2 separate regions of the Mus musculus genome follow, and region 1 is linked to region 2. A link is a contact called in public capture Hi-C data. All regions are on one chromosome and are shown on one strand. Each heading gives the region's core, a stretch centred on a gene start, on an enhancer-like site or on the middle of the called end of the contact. The rest is flanking DNA. Distances are from core to core; before and after follow the strand shown. Region 1 holds the start of Lzts1 (leucine zipper, putative tumor suppressor 1). Region 2 holds the start of Lpl (lipoprotein lipase).

Region 1 (2,700 bases), core at 196-2,695, 300 kb before region 2:
CAAAATTGAGTTTGACCAAGGACAAAGTTGAGTTGACAAAGATCTGTAATCCACCGTCCTTAGTCTCTCTTTGGAGTCCACTGTTACCTTCAAGAGCCAGAACAATTGTTCTGTATCCTCCCTATTCACCAAAATTCCTGAGACACCTCTGAGAAGACATGCTTATACCAAGTCAATGAGTGGGGCACAGAAAGAAGAAAAGGCTTCCATCAAAAGAGGCATCATTCTGCCTGTGGTGGTTAGAGGTGGGAGTAAGGATGGAACTCGGAACTGGAACTGGGGAACGTATAGATAGAGAGACGTCTGGCATAAACTCTCCTGTCTCAGTCTCCCAGGTCTCCCAGGTGCTGGGATTACAGGCTGGCTGGCTATTTATTTTCCCTCTTTAGTGTTCAGGAAGCTAGAATTACATAATTAAATAAAGCTTTAAATTAATCTAGGGTCAAAAGCAGGAGGGAGCAGCAGAGGTTTGGGGCAGGAGAGTGTCAGAAAGACTCTGATTCAGTCATGCTATTAGTGATCCCTACTCTCCTTCCCTTAACCTGCCCCTTTCAGGGCAAAGCTGGCAATTTCTGGACAGCGCCTCTGCCTTCAGACTGGCCTGCTTTTCACTATCTTACCCTCAGTGTACCCTCAGATAGGTGGTGAAAAGTGGGTGGATGGCTGATGCTTTTACTGCTGGGGATCGAAATTAAGGCCACAACCTTTATCTCTGAGCTAATTATCCAGCCCGCCCTGCCTATATATTTCTACTTTATATTTTGAAACAAGGTTACACTTCGGTGCTCCAGGCAGGACTTGAATTTTTAATTCTCCTGTTTCAGCCTCTCTCAAGTCCCTGGGATTACTGGCTAGCATCACTCAGGCTTCTGAAGTGTCAAAATTTAATTGGATCTTTTTGAGGACTGAAGTCAGGAGGCTCTGGGCTCTCTGGTCTATAATCGCAGCAAGGTGAAGCAATACCCTCATAACCCCTCTAGACCGTTAGTTTGGTCCTTAAACCAAGAAACTCAACCTTTTGCTGGGGTTGTGGCTGGGAGTTGGGCTGGAGAAATCACCGGTAAGAGGCAGAGGTAGCAAAGAAGAAGGGAATGCAGAAAATGGGTAAAGAAAATGCAAAGGCGAATAGAATGCAGACAGAGAAAGCAAGAACGAGGAGACAGTGGAAGATGAGGAAAGATAGAGAAAGGCTGAACAGACAGGAACCCCCGAGTGTGATGAAACGAGAGCTAAGAAACTGCGAGCCTGACCGGCGCGGGCTTTGGGCACAGAGGAGCCAGGAGGTCGGAGCAACCCCAGCTGTCAGTCTGGAACAAAGGCCGGGGAGAGAGCAGGACAGGGTGCAGGCAGTGCGGGCCAATGAATGTCGTTGACTCTGGCCCCGCCCCACTCGTGCCCCGCCCCACCCCGCCCCGCCGGCGGCCAGGGACCCAGCGCAAGGGCCAGAGCGCCCGGACGAGCTGGCGGGCTCTGGGAGGCTCCGACAAGCTCACAGTCCGAAAGTTTCTCTGTCTTTCTGCTGCTCCTGGGAGTGTGACTTGAGCGACGCGGGATCCGCCGGCTCTAGGAGCCCTCCAGAAAAAGAGAAAGGGGCACTGCACAAAATACACCGAAAAATCAAAATCTGCAGCCATTTGCAGCTATCCCCAAGGCGGAGGAGGACAGACAGGTAAGGTACGGGTACCCAGGGTCCTGTTCCTCCTTCGTGCAGGGTCTACAGCTCTGCGGACGGCCCAGACACAGGGAAGACTTCGCTTTCTACAGCATACCACTCCCGGGAGTGAGTCCGCTCGTCTGTCGGTCTTTGTCTGTCTGTGTCCGCGTCTGTCTAGGTGTCTTTGTTTCTACATGTAACTATCGGGGTGAAGGGCAGTGGTAGGTGTGGGGGAGTCTTCTTCCCTGTCACTGATTGTATTTCTAATCTGACCCCAGCCGGAAGGAAATGGTGTGCATCAGTCAATCCTTATGTCTTTGTCTGTCAGACCGGGGATTCTCGTAAACCTGAATTTCATCTTGGAGACGTGCATTAGGTGACATGAATGTAGAGATGAAGAAATGAGAGGTGAGGAAGTGAGGCCACAGAGACTGGGGCCCCAGACAGAGGATCCAGCTGCTGGCGACTGGCTAGTGAACTTTACCTTGCTGGCTGGAACTTTGGAGGTACATGTGTCTGGAAGGAATAGGAATGAGCTTGGACGAATACACAGGTAGACAGACACATAGACACACACTGACACACCTCAGTTCACTCCTTTTTCTCATTCACCACAGGGAATCAGATCCCCTCTGTTTTTGCTTCTCATCTGCCCTGGCTTCACTCAGCAATAGAAACCCAAACACCACGGACCAGGTGATGTTTCCCTTCCCTGCTCCAAGTGGAAGGGATTAAACTGTGGCACATGTGAGCATTCTGCTCACCCACGGGTTGTCAGTCCTCAATTTCCCAAGCACTAGAGATGTTTAGGGATCCAAGAACCATGCCTTCTGCCCTCAGGTTTTCTGCATGCTCCTTGGATTGCTGAGGAGCAGGCTCTGGGTTCTGGGTAGCTGTCATCGAGACTTCTCCACCAGAGGGTCTCTCCTCCCTGGAAACACAATCTAGTCTCAGCCCATCACAGAGAGATGAGCTGCCCGCATGCACTTCTCCCAGAACCCAGATCCTGACGGGGGGGGGGGGGGGGCTGCTGGTAAGGGATTTTG
Region 2 (2,838 bases), core at 98-2,597:
AAACCCCAGCCTTCTTTTACGACTGAGTTCAGTCACATTTTGAGTCTGTGTTCTGTTAGCTCAATCAAGGTTCAAGTTACAAGGCTTCTCAATTGTGGGCAGGTCTCGACTTCAAGGCCATAAAGCAACTTGCTACTGACCCTAGTCTTCTCTAGGCAGAGAGCAGGCAGAGCCGTGGAGGTGGCCGCTTTTTTTTTTTTTTTCACCTAGTGTTGAAAGCGATCTCCCTTAGGCTCTAGAGAATCCCATGTGCTCTCAGCTAGCTGAGCGCCTCCCTTAGGGCGAGCCTCTCCTGGGACAGCAAGGAAAGGACACAGAGCTGAACTGGCAACCTCCAAGCCACAGGCTCCAGTCGGCTGGTGGCTGAACCTCGTTTTCTGGAGGGTAGGTTCATTTCTGGGCTTTCTTGAGTACTGAGCTAAGCCGAGCACAGGAACGCTTGCAGGACGCCAGCTTCCAGGACTCTGCGCCACGCGTTCCCGGGCGCCACCGCGCACTCCCACTTTCACTGTAGCTCACAACCCCCCGCCGAGAGCGACAGCGCCCTGTACAGTTGGAATGCACACAACGCGTCCTCCCACCTGCACCCTCGATTCACTCTTCCCGCTTCTAGAGGGGTCTGACCCGCAGTCCCAGCAAAGTTAGGGTCACTTTGGCCCGCGTGCCTTGCATTCAGCACCCCTATTCCCTATAGGGAGGTCACCACCGGTCACTACAGCTTTGCTCGGCCTCTGCGTCTCCCCATCCTAGGCTCCACACCCCACGCCCCAGCCGTTCCCTGCGATGGCAGTCGGCGGGAGAGAGCAGGAGACCGAGTGGGAACTCAGGAGAAAGGAAAAAAAAGCGGGAACCCAGAGTCGCCGTAGCGTGATGGGAGGCAGAGTCTCTCCCTTCTCCTCCTGGATTCCATTCCAGCCACCCTTCCCGGGAATTTACTGCGCCTGGGAGTCCCAGTGCATGCACGTACTTCCAACTTTCTCCCTCCCATCTTCAGATGGAGAAAAAGTGGTCCTGTCCGGGTCTGCAGGTGGGGGTAGGGGGAGTTGGCGCGAAAAACGTACCGTCTGCTGCGGCCACCCCTCCTCGGAAGGCGGTCAAACTCTGGAGCCAAACTCCCAGGACCACCAGGAGCAGGGCTTTGCTCTCCATCTCCCGGTGCACCCTTCTGCTTTGCTGCTGGAACTACGCGGCGTGGGGCAGTCAGGAGCGGGTTGAGCAGGAGGCGCAAGAGGACTGGAGCGCGGTGGAGCGCCGTAGGGCAAGTCAACCTTTAAAGGGGAGGGCAGAACAGTTACAAGGGGCAGAATTCCTCGGAGGAGGAGTAGGAGGAGAAATCGAGAGTCTGACACTGTTTCCACTGCACAGCTGTTTAAGTGACTGGAAATATGCAAATAAGACTCATCACCTATTGGCTATAAAATCATAAGTTGGGGGGAGGACTCTAAATGCACTTCCAAATATTTGAGCAAACGGTAACGAGGCTCAACGGTGCCAGCGAGAAGAAGGGGAAAGGGCAGGAAGGAAAGCTTGCTTGTTGTTTAGACTCCAGTTTGCCTACCGGGAGGAATCTGGTCCCTAGGGACCCCTATAGAGGCAGAGAGGAGGGGTTTACACTGATTTATGTTGAGTAGTCTACGATCCGTTTTCTAAGGGGAAGAAGTTTTGCTCTTAAACAGCGTGTACCTAACACTTTCACACTCACACACATACAACCTTTTGATAAATCTTTGTTAAACTTGAGAGATCCTTTCAAACGCACACCCTCCCCCACCCACCCACAGGTCCCCACGCGCCAAAGGGACCTTAGGACACATATTGCTCAGCGCATGGTGCCTGCACGGTCTGCTTTGTATCTTGGCAATATGGGTCTCCTTCTGTAGTAGAAGAAAAGACCCACTTGCTTTAACTAGTTTCTAATTTTTGCCTTATGTAAATTGTACTCGATCCTTTAATTCAGCAAGAAACTCAAGAATAACATCTATTTTCAGAGGCAGAAAGTCATGGTCAAACATTTTAAGCTATCCTGGATTTTCAGTGGGAGAGGCCATGCCAAATGACCATTCCAAACCTACAAAGACAGTCCATAGATTAGTGATGTTCCAGGGCGAGGGGATATGGGGTGCTAGGAGTGTGGGGGCAGGGTGAGGAGCATGATAGAAATATTCCAAATTCCATTATGCTTATCATTGTTCAGCTATGTTGATGCGTTGATATTAAATTGTACTTTGCAAGGGTGAATACTGAGCTTTTGCAAAGTGGACTAGCACATGTTTGTAGAAAAGCAAGAAAAATAAAAGCACATCATATACTGTGCTCATCTGCAAGTATCTTTTTAAATGAAAAGGGTGCTGATTAGCTAGAAAAAAAAACCAATAAACATTAAATTCCCCACCTTAATGCTGAGAAACCACCTCAAAAAATTAGTTCTCTTTACTGATCTCAATATTTTTAGGATGGTTCCCTCTCTCTCTACACACACACACACACACCCTTGGAGGTTAAGGGGATCAAAAACTATATACTTTAATATAAGCCCGCTTTTTAAATTTCTCACAACTATCAGATAAAAGCCAAACATGCTGTTGTGTAGATGAATTCCAGCCAGATGTCTCGCCATCTCATCTTGCACTGCAATCGCTAAGCAATGCATCATCCACGTTCATTACTGGCTCCAACGCATGTGGTGGATCTTGAAAGTTGGCAAGAGCGAAACCCCACTGAACAACTTTGGAAATGGCAGAGATACTCCAGGGCACATAACTAGAATATGGCCAACCTCTGAAAGAAGTATATAGGAAGCTCTAATTTTAAAACATGGCAGTGGCATAAAAGACATAA

The links. Capture Hi-C pulls out chosen DNA fragments and counts their contacts.
Region 1: a contact with region 2 is called in a capture Hi-C map of macrophages, with 2.6 times the contacts expected there. The contact joins the promoter of Lzts1 here to the promoter of Lpl in region 2. A contact is called at or near these places in 3 of 39 promoter capture datasets (cranial neural crest, hematopoietic stem and progenitor cells and liver), 3 of 484 Hi-C or Micro-C datasets (cortical neurons, granulocyte-monocyte progenitors and uterus), 2 of 115 datasets of contacts at active chromatin or transcription factors (embryonic limb bud and microglia) and 3 of 9 other capture datasets (liver, macrophages and pancreatic islet).

The regions. Positions count from the first base shown.
Region 1 is chr8:69,182,943-69,185,642 of GRCm38.p6, reverse strand. It overlaps Lzts1 (leucine zipper, putative tumor suppressor 1), which reads left to right and starts at 1,445. Exons shown (of 4, transcript NM_001370971.1): 1 at 1,445-1,669.
Region 2 is chr8:68,879,064-68,881,901 of GRCm38.p6, reverse strand. Lpl (lipoprotein lipase) reads right to left here and starts at 1,347. Exons shown (of 10, transcript NM_008509.2): 1 at 1,062-1,347. The coding sequence starts at 1,149.